Linked DNA regions of Sus scrofa: region 1 is linked to region 2. The links are chromatin contacts, called in public Hi-C maps. All regions are on one chromosome and are shown on one strand. Each heading gives the region's core, a stretch centred on a gene start, on an enhancer-like site or on the middle of the called end of the contact. The rest is flanking DNA. Distances are from core to core; before and after follow the strand shown. Region 1 holds the start of TMEM94 (transmembrane protein 94). Region 2 holds the start of TSEN54 (tRNA-splicing endonuclease subunit Sen54).

Region 1 (5,035 bases), core at 2,229-4,728, 50 kb before region 2:
GTCGTCAGGTGTTACCACACTGGCTAGTCTAAGAGAGACACAGCATCATAATCCGAGAGGGAGCTTCCTGGCGGCTCTCCTCTTCCTCCTCCTTCCTCTCTTTCTTCCTTCCCCTCCACTGTCTGTCCCCCTCCTTCTTTTGTTCTAAGGGGAGATGAGAACTATGTACGTGTATATGGTTAGGGGAAAGGACCCGATGTCCAGGAAGCAACTAAAGATGCTAGAGAAAGAGGATAATTGAGCACCAACTCATTTACTCAACAAACATGTATTAGACACCTACTGTGTGCCTGGTACTTTGTTAATCAACAGTGACAGGGAGTTCCCTGGTGACCTAGCAGTGAAGCGTTGTCACTACTGTGGCTTGGGTTACTGCTGTGGCATGGGATCGATCCCTGGCTCCGAGGAACTTCTGCATGACTTGGGTGCGGCCAAAAAGACAAAACAGTGACACAAGATGAAAATGACATAGTCCTTGGACACAGGGGACTCACAGGAAGAGAAAGGACACATAGACAATGTCATCAACAACATAAAGCCTAGTGGTGGCTATGTCCAGTCTCTGGAGAGAATTATATAGTAATAAATGATAATTGGCATCCAAAAATAATTGCCAAAAAAACCCACAAAAATAATTGCAAAGCCACTTCCAATCTTACTGCAGTCTCTTGAAAAAAGTGTCTAAGGGGGAATTACAAAAATGATTTACAAGAAACCTTAAAATCCTTTCCCTCCTCCTGTCTGCTAAGGGGGATTCTGTCTTTACCTGTTAGATTCCCAGGTCATTGTACAGTATCTGACTGATAGGGGAAAGGTATTCCACCTACTCACCTAAGGCCTTTCTCACTCTGCCCTAAAGCTTCTCTTTCCTCTCTCCAACCTTCCTCCGACTCTTCCCTAATTCACACTGTTCCAGCTCTTCTCTCTTCATTTGCTCCTGCCCTCTTTTCAAATCCATCTGCTCTCAGCCACCCATCACTCTGCCTCCCACCCAGAGTAAACCAAACCACTCAAGGCTCGCCCTTCTCTGCCCTACCTTTCCCCTATTATTCTGATAACTGTGCAATGATCTGGCAACCTAACAGGCACGGACAGAATCCGTCGTTATCAGGCAGTGGGGAGAGAGAGAGAGCGCTGGGGTACGAATGCATTATTAATATATTTTCCTGTCCAAGACGTCAAACAGTGTGGTCCGTGTGGAGATGATGGAGTCATCTACAGGGAATTATGAGAAAACAGAGCAGGGACAAGCCAACCTGAACTTCATGGATGATGGGGCGTTAGAACGAAAGCAAAAGGGCATTTCAGGCACAGCGAAGAGCATAAGCTGAGCCTAGAGACAGGAAATAGGCTGGGGTCAGGGAAAGGACGAGCATACGGATGGGGAAAGGAAGTAGCTCTCCCTTGGAGGAATGTTGAAAGGGAAATAGATGAAGTGGCTGGGACATCCCCCCTGGAAGGCCCTGGTTTTCTCATCAAGGTCATTTTGGCAGAGAGACAGGGAAAGCTCCAGAAGAAGGATTACGCAGCTGCCTGGGGTTGCTAGACAACCAACAAGACACAGACGTAGGGACCTCAGAGCCACAAAAAGTCCAGCCAGGGTGAGTTTAGAGTGGGTGTATGGGTATGTTCTGGATCCAGGGCTTCTTAGGCGAAGTTTTACTTTTGGCTGGGTGGGGGCACTGACAGAGGGGATGGTTAGTAGGAGAAGGACACAACCCCTGAAACTGGTAGGCACTTAGTTTAAATTTGTTGGTTAATATTCATAAAACCCAATGAAACAGAGAAACAAGTATGGCCAGGAGTTCCCTGGTGGGTCAATGGGTTAGGGATCTGGTGTTATTGCTGTGGCTCAGGTCGTTGCTGTGGCGCGGATTCAATGCCTGTCCTGGGACCTTTCCCATGCCACAGGCGTGGCCAAAAAAAAAAAAAAAAAAAAAAAGGAAAAAGAAACAAGGATGGGAGTTTCCTTGTGGCGCAGTGGGTTAAGGACCTACCATTATCTCCACAACAGCTTGGGTTGCTGCTGTGGTGCGGGTTCAACCCCTGGCCTGGGGACTTCCATATGCCACAGGAACCACTGGGGAAAAAAAAAAAAAGAAACAAGTATGGCCAGAGGAGACCAGATGGGTAGAACGTGGAGCAGGGCAGGATGATTACATTACATCTGCCAACCTTCCAAATGCAGGCGTTCCCACCGTGGCTCAATGGTTAACGAACCTGACTAGTATCCATGAGGACACAGGTTCAATCCCTGGCCTTACTCAGTGGGTTAAGGATCTGGCATTGCTGTGAGCTGTGGTGCAGGTCGCAGACGCAGCTTGGATCCAGCGTTGCTGTGGTTGTGGTGCAGGCCAGCAGCTACTGCTCCGATTCAACCCACAGCCTAGGAACCTCCATATGCCGTGAGTGCAGCCCTAAAAAGACAACAACAACAATAATAATAACCTTCCGAACGCAGTCATATAAACCTTTTGGGATGATGTGAAAAGACATAAGGTACAGGAAATTGACTAGTTCAGTTCAGCAAACATTTACGGGGTACCAGGCTCCAAGCAAGGAGCTGTGGGGTCTGCCAGGATAAGCCCGCTGCCTTTAGGAGTTTAAACGCTTACAGAAACAGTCCTGTGGAAAGCATATTTACTTTGTAAAGTCAGCAATGGAGACACACAAAAAAGTACAGTGCTGTAGGGAGAATTTCAGTGACTCAAAGTCAGGGAAGGCTTTAGGGGAGGTCTTGTTTGAGGTAGGCCTTTAGCATGGGCGTGTATTTGAACATTGGCTTTATCGGTAAGAAAGAGCCTTCAAAGCACAGGGAGCCTCTTGGGCAAAGGAGCAATGGTGGGAGGGTCCCAGAGGTATTTACGAAATGATGGTAAATCTCTGTAGTTTGGGTTGTGGGGAGTTAAGCTGAGAAATGCATGTCTGGGACAACCTATGAGGGACTTTGCATTTCCGGTAGAGCGATGTGAATTTTTCTTTTGGCTAAGATAAACTGCAAATTTCTGTATGCAGGAAAGTGACGTGATTCTACCAGTCTTAGACAACTGGTAAACAGTTCAAACAGAAGATTAGGTACCCGACATGGCAACTTCTTGTCCAGCTGAGAAGAAAGAGAGATTATAATTACATAAACTCATTACTAAAAGGGGGAAGGGGCTTTTGCTTCCCAGGGCCAGCCATGACCTTCTTCCAATTTTATAAACAGACTAAAAGACAAAAAACAAAAACCCCAACTCTCCAGACTTAGATCTCTGGGAAAACAGAAGTAAATACTGACACAGGGTTGCTTTGTTTTCCCAAGAGAGGTCTCTCAGGCGATTTCTCTAATTATCTAGAAAAAAATTTTTAACTTGTTTTCCCTTTGGAGTTCGGCCGAGCTGAGGAGAAAACTGCAGTACTGTCTTAGATTCTCCAGCTTTGGTTTGGAAGCAGTATTCGTCCCTGAGGGACTCCCTCCAAGGTCTCTGAGCAAGGTGTCTCTAAGGATTTGTACCCAGCAACGAGGAGGGAGCTTAAAAGTAGGAGACACAGGAGCTCTGCAAAGGGCCTATTTTAAAAAGAAAGAAAGGCGGGGGGCAGGAGGTCTAGTCGACCTTTTTAGGATAACTCCGAGGGAAAACTAATCGAGAGGAAAGTCGCGCCTTCGCCTCTGGTAGAATCTCCGGATCAGAAGACGGCCGAGCGCAACGCACAAGGATGGATAGTGGCAGCGCGCTCTCACGCCGGCATCTCTTGGCACTTAATTCCGCCCGGCTCTCAGAGGGGCGGATGCAGCTACAGCCGAGCACTCCTCCTAACCAATAAGAAGCCAGAACTCCCCGCCCGTCTCTGATTTAGACCAATCAGGATCCAGGACTTTAGCTTGCGACCGGCGTCTCTGTTGTCTGAGAAGGAAAGCCGACCCCTAGGAGTTGCCAGTAACGGGCATGGCTGCAGTCCTTGGAGGAGGGGATGTGAAGTGAGGAGGGGGCAGGGAGGGGAGAGGACGCAGGCGAAGAAGGACACCCCGGGCCCTGGTAAGTACGTGAAGACCCGTGGCCCTGAAGCACGGAGAGCAAAGGGGCGTGGGGCTTGGCTTCCGCAGCTTCCGGATTCTTGGCTTAGCGGAGGGGAGTCTGGGGTCTGCACCCAGGGAATGGCCTCAGGGGATCCCTTAGGTGGAGGCCGTTGCCTCCAACTCTTGGCCATTTCCTTTCCCCAGATACTCACACCTACCCTCGGCCCTGGCTTGGCCCCTTGGGGGTCCTGCGTCAGACATCGAAGCCTCCCGCCAACAAAGACTCCCTGCCCCAGGATTGCTGTGGCTGGGCCCTGGCCCAGAGGGCTTCCGACGCTGGTGTCCAGTGTATTTATAGATCTCCGGGAGTCCCCATCCTGGCCCCAGTTCCGACGGTTGTTCCCCCTGCGCGCGCTCTCCTCTGCCGCCCGGGCCCTTGTGCTGATCGTGTCCCCTGTGTCCAGGTGGATGGAGCCGGAGGGGCTTTTCAACCTTCAGCAGTTTGGAGCGTGCCCTGCCTTTTTTTACGCCCTCTTCCGCCTTTCCAGAATGTTTAAAGACTCATTCGAAGCAACCAGGGGAATATTGTTTGCCACCCCATAAACTGATCTCTGTGCGGTGCTCTGTTCCTCTGCTGCTCACCGCTGAAGTCCTGTTCTTAGAATCCCTCGCGAGCGGTGGTACGAGTCCCTGCCAATGCCAGCAGCGAGGGAAACCCTGCTCTTTCATTGGTGTGTGACCACGGGCTGCTTTGGCGCGGGCATGGGTTTGGTCACGTGTTGCTACATCCCACCCTCTTTTTCGTGTGTGGCTCTTGGGGAAAAGTAAGAGGGAGCTCTGCCTTGAATCTGTTTTCCTTCTACTATGTGATTTTTGTGCCGGGGGGACGATGATCATTTTCTCATGCTTTATCCAAGACACTCGTTTCAGCGGCGGTGACAGTTCAGTTGACCCTGCATAGTCTTAGAAGATGGGCATCGGGAGGGAATTTTAACATTTTCTCTGTTACAGATGTGGAACCTAATAACTGTTGGG
Region 2 (4,834 bases), core at 659-3,158:
CATCCTGGTCCCTGGGCTGGGATCAGGGTTCCAGGGCAGAAGCAGGAAGCTGATCTAAGTCGAGGCGTCAGGGTGCCATCCCTGGGCCCTTGGGAGGACCAGGTGTCCGGGGGGGAGGGTGTCTGGTGTCCCAGGCTGGGGGCTTCTTGTCAGGCGCTGACAGCTACTCCCTCAAGGTGCTTCGTGAGCTGCCACCACAGGCCGGAAAGCTGATCTCTGAGGGGGTGGAGGCTGTGTGGAAATCTGGACGGATATCAGCTTGCAGCTTCCGACAGCCCAGGGATGGGCCAGGACTGGGAACGCCAATCTTCCCAAAGTGGCTCAGGAGCACCAGTGCCCACCCAGAGGGCAGCCTGCATTCCCTCGGGCCTTGGGCAGCGGCGGCAGCAGCGGCGGCGGTGGACAGGTGTCAGGGGTCTGGAAAAGGTGTGGTCCGCTGAAGGCTGGGCCAGAGCCTGAAAGGGTCCCAGAAGCAGGGCTCAGAGAAAGAACCGGACAGGGCCTCCAGGGACCCCCCAAATCATCCTGGCTGCCCTTGTGAGTCAAGGGAGGGGCTGAGCCACTCAAAGAGGGGAGGGAGCCACCACGCCTGAGAGCAGCACTTGGTGGGGGGAAGGGGTCCTGGGAGGGGGAGGTTGAGTCACTGAGGCCCCAGGGCACCTGGCAGCACCTCAACCTGGGGCAGGAGGGGCCCTGGCAGCACGACACATTGGGGTAGGCGGGGCCAGCAGCCTGTTCTCCACAGCCCCGGGCACTGACACCCACAGACAACTGGTGGGCCAGAAGGTGGGGCCTGGCAGAAGGTCAGGCGCAGGCAGCCCGGCCCGTGGTCACTCCCTGTGGAAGGCGCCTGCCCCCAGACCCCTCCCTCTCTAAGCTTTGCTGTAATAGCTGGATGCCCTTGCCCCAGGGCTCTTCATGAATCTAGAGGGTGGAGTGGGAGCTACGGCTCTCCATCTCTGGCCGAGGGTCTGCCTGCAGGACAGGGAGGCTTTCCGGCACCTGTTGCTGACCCTTGCGCGGGATGGGGAAGCAGCTGGGCAGAGAACAGAGATAAGAGCTGGGGCACCGCTGGTAAATGAGGCTGCCTGGCCCCCCCCAAGCCTGAATCTGTGGCCCAGAGCCCCGACTTCACTTTAGAAAAGCTTACGTCAGTTCCTCAGTGGCCATGAATTTGCTGCCCAAGTCCTGTGGCATGAGCCCCGTGCAGGCCTGGGGCCCTAGCTGGGGTCGCCCTTCCTCCCAAAATGTCCCAAGCCCAACCCAGAGGGCACTCCAGCTCAAGGCCCGAGGCCGACATTGGGGGAGGGCGCCCCTGGCAGTGCCTGGGGTCGGGCTGGCTCCCCCGCCCCCCGGAATGCCAGTCCAGCGCCGCGCAACCCCCCCAACCCAGCCCAGCTCCAGCCGACCGGGGAACAAAGCGGCGGGAGGGACCGGGAGGGCCAAGTGCCGGAGGGATTGATGCGGGAGGACGGGATAGGGGCGCGAAAAGGACAGAAGGAGCCGACAGATGTAGGCGCCCGCCGATCCCGCAGGAAAAGTTAGTTTGTACCCGCCCTCAAGGGTGCTGACCCCCAGCTCAGACCCCGCCGTCTCACCTCTCCAGCCGCCCCGCTGGGGGTCCGGCTGGTCCCGCTCGGTCCCTGGCACTCCGGACGGCGGCTCCCACTGCCCCCCTTACCCCTTTTCTCCTTCTTCTCCTCCTTTTCCAAGGCCGGCTCGGCGCCTCCCGCAGGAAATCCCGCCCCTCCCCCTTCCCTCCCGCCGGATCGGGAGCGGAGGGATCGTCCCGGCCGCGCAGTCGGGCTGTCAGTCAGTGCCTGGGGCCCCGCCCCGAGCCGCCCAGGCCCCGCCCCCATCACTCGGGTCCGGACCTTGGACACTGCCTCGCTCAGCGCATGCGCCCAGGTGAAGCGGCGGGGGTGGGGACGAGAGTACGCTGCGTCCCGGCTGTTGGAGCAGGGGCGATCTGGGGCTCTAGGGTTCAGACTGAAGGGTGAGGTGCCCTGTTTGTGACGGGCGGGAGGGAAGACATGATGCGAAGGGGTCTGGGAACCGAGACCCAGGAATCTCACTTGGGAAATCCCCCTTCCCTTTTGCCCCTCGCCCCTCCAGGGACCGCCGCGGCGACCTCTGCCCGCGAGGCCAGAATAGCAGACCAACAACCGCTGGTTGGAGCAATGGTGCCACCTAGCGGCCCGTGTCGGAGCGGCCCGTGGTGGCGGCGGCGGGGACCCCAGCTTCGAGGAGGTGCCTATGACCATCTATGGTGGCGCTTCAGCACCATCGTGGGTCGGACAGCGGCCTCCCGCCCCCGGCCCTGAAAACATAGTTTCCGAGCCCTTAGGAAGAGACCCAACGGAAGACCCTGAAGGAACACCGAACCTCCCTAGATCGCATCTGACAGCCCTCGGCGGCCTCCAGTTTGTGAAGCTGGAATTCGGGAACCTAGCACTCGCCCATCTCTACACCCCTCTTCTTCCCTCCCTGTCCCAATGGGTGATGGGGACTAAGCAGCTCAGGGCTGCGGAGGGGAAGATCATGAATTTGACTCTTCATAGCACACTTTCAAACGTCAGGCTCCGCAAGTTTTACTAGAGAGGAGCCCAGAGGAGGGCTGGGGATCGGAGAGATGGTCCTAACAAATCCAGAAACCTGCAAGCTCTCCGCCTCCGGAATCGAGCCCCATGTCTGTTGGCAGGCGCTAGGACCCAGGACACCAGGAAGGTGGAAAGCAGGTGGGTTGATCTGGAGCGCGGAGGAGCAGAGGTCGGATTGGCGGGCGCTAGGGCCGCGCGGAGTTCCGGCGGTGGGCGGGGCATGGGCGGCGCGCGCGCGCGCGCGCGCAGCTGCAGACGGCGGCCCGATGGAGCCCGAACCTGGGTCCGCCGAGGTGGAGGTTCCTCCCGGGCGCGTGCTCAGGTGCGGCGCGGCGCGGCCCGGCCCGGGGGAGGCGCCGGGACCGCAGGGTGGGCGCAGGGAAGGAGATGGGCACCCAGGACGGGGATCCCGGCCAGGGCCGAGCGGTCCCGACTGCGTGGCGCTAACCCCGCGTCCCTTCTTGCTTTCCCCAGTGTGCCGGAGCTCTTCGCCGCCCGCTCGCGGCCCCAGAAGCTGCCCCAGCGCTCGCATGGCCCCAAGGACTTCCTTCCCGACGGCTCGGCGGCCCAGGCTGAGCGGCTGCGCTTGTGCCGCGAGGAGCTCTGGCAGCTGCTGGCGGAGGAGCGCGTGGAGCGCCTGTGAGGGGGGCGGGCCGGGCCGGGGGCGGAGCCGGGCGGACGGACCGGGTCGACTAAGCCCGCAGATTGAGACGGCCCCCTCCCCACTCCTTGCCAGGGGCAGTTTGGTGGCCGCCGAGTGGAGACCGGAAGAAGGCTTCGTGGAGCTGAAGTCTCCTGCGGTGAGCCGTGGGCCTTTGAGACAGGGAGCCCGCCCTCCCTGCCCTCCCGGCTCCTTTGTGACATTTGCTCTGGGTCCCACGCAGGGTAAATTCTGGCAGACTATGGGCTTCTCAGAGCAGGGACGGCAGCGGCTTCACCCAGAAGAGGCCTTGTATCTGCTGGAGTGTGTGAGTGGGGCCCTGGGAGCGCGGCAAAGGGCTCGGGACCAAGGAACGGGAAGGCCATGTTTTTATTGGAAGAAAAGTATATCATCTGAGCATTCTGGGAGCTTGTAACCTGATTTCCAGAGCAGGAGACAAGAGTACCACGCGGGGAGCAGGGATTCCAGCCTAATTCTGAGTGCTGCCTCCCTCCCCGACCCCCTGTCTTCCTGGTTGGCCATATTCTCGCTGCGATGGGGGGTGGGGGGGGTATAGCAAGCCAGGAAGTCGCCCCATTGGCTGTGCCACTGCAGGGAGGATTCACAAGCCGGGCTGTTGGCCCCACTTCCAGGGTTCCATCCAGCTCTTCCACGAAGACCTGCCACTGTCTATCCAGGAGGCCTACCAGCTGCTGCTGACTGAGGACACTGTGACTTTCCTGCAGTACCAGGTATCTGTCATTCTCTCCCCGGAGAGGAGCCACCCACCTACTCAGCTAACAAGTGCTTATGAGTACTGACAAGGGGCTAGGCACAGGGCCATGTACTGAGGCTACCAGGCAGTCAAGAGCTCGGTGGCTAAAGTGCTTACATTCTCGCGGTGGCATTTGGGTCATAGATAAGCAAGCAAGCAAGTGGATGATTGACTTCACAGGTGAGAGCCAGGAAAAAGGGGAGGAGGGGGAGCCCAAGGCTAGAGACAGATATGTGGGCATCATAACCGCACAGATGGTATTGCCAACCTCACTGGGCTGTGTGGAGGTGTGGCCCGGGACCCGGACACTCCAGCATGAGGTCAGGGGAAGATGGGGGACCCAAGGAGAAAAAGCAGGTGAGGGAGCATCACAGAAGCCAAGAGAAGGTCTTCCAAGGAGGAAGTGGTAGGCCATGTGGAGGTTACTGAGAGATCAAGCAAGATGGGGACATTCCTGCCTGCACCTCCCTGACAGGGACACAGGGACACATCCAGAGGCCAGTCCCCCGCCCTCCCCCTGTCTGTGGGGTGGGAGGCAGATGTCCTCCACCTTCTGCTGTCTTCCTACCTGCGCGATAGGTAGGAGCTCACTCACCACAGCTTTGGTATCAAAATATTCTGGGCTGTATTTTTTTTCCTGGTAGCTATCAGCTATCAGCTTTTGGGGATTTAAGTCAAGAAACTCTGAAAGTGGAGTTCCCTTGTGGCTCCGTGGGTTAAGAATCCAGCATTGTCACTGCTGTGGCTTGGGTCACTGCCATGGCATGGGTTCATTCCCTGACCTGGGAACTTCTGCATGCTGTGGATGTGGCCAAAAGG

Evidence for each region. Hi-C and Micro-C count contacts between places; a contact is called where the count stands out from the background.
Region 1: a Hi-C map of liver shows a contact between it and region 2, with 5 times the contacts expected there. The contact joins the promoter of TMEM94 here to the promoter of TSEN54 in region 2. A contact is called at or near these places in 13 of 47 Hi-C or Micro-C datasets (embryonic fibroblasts, fetal heart ventricle, heart right ventricle and 6 more) and 2 of 2 datasets of contacts at active chromatin or transcription factors (alveolar macrophages and skeletal muscle).

What each region holds. Positions count from the first base shown.
Region 1 is chr12:5,904,232-5,909,266 of Sscrofa11.1, reverse strand. TMEM94 (transmembrane protein 94) reads left to right here and starts at 3,478. Exons shown (of 32, transcript XM_021066635.1): 1 at 3,478-4,019.
Region 2 is chr12:5,852,865-5,857,698 of Sscrofa11.1, reverse strand. It overlaps TSEN54 (tRNA-splicing endonuclease subunit Sen54), which reads left to right and starts at 1,908. Exons shown (of 12, transcript XM_021066651.1): 1 at 1,908-1,996; 2 at 2,116-2,738; 3 at 3,075-3,239; 4 at 3,337-3,400; 5 at 3,485-3,568; 6 at 3,894-3,992. The coding sequence starts at 3,503. It overlaps CASKIN2 (caskin-2), which reads right to left and starts at 1,825. Exons shown (of 20, transcript XM_021066645.1): 1 at 1,599-1,825; 2 at 1-455. The coding sequence starts at 3.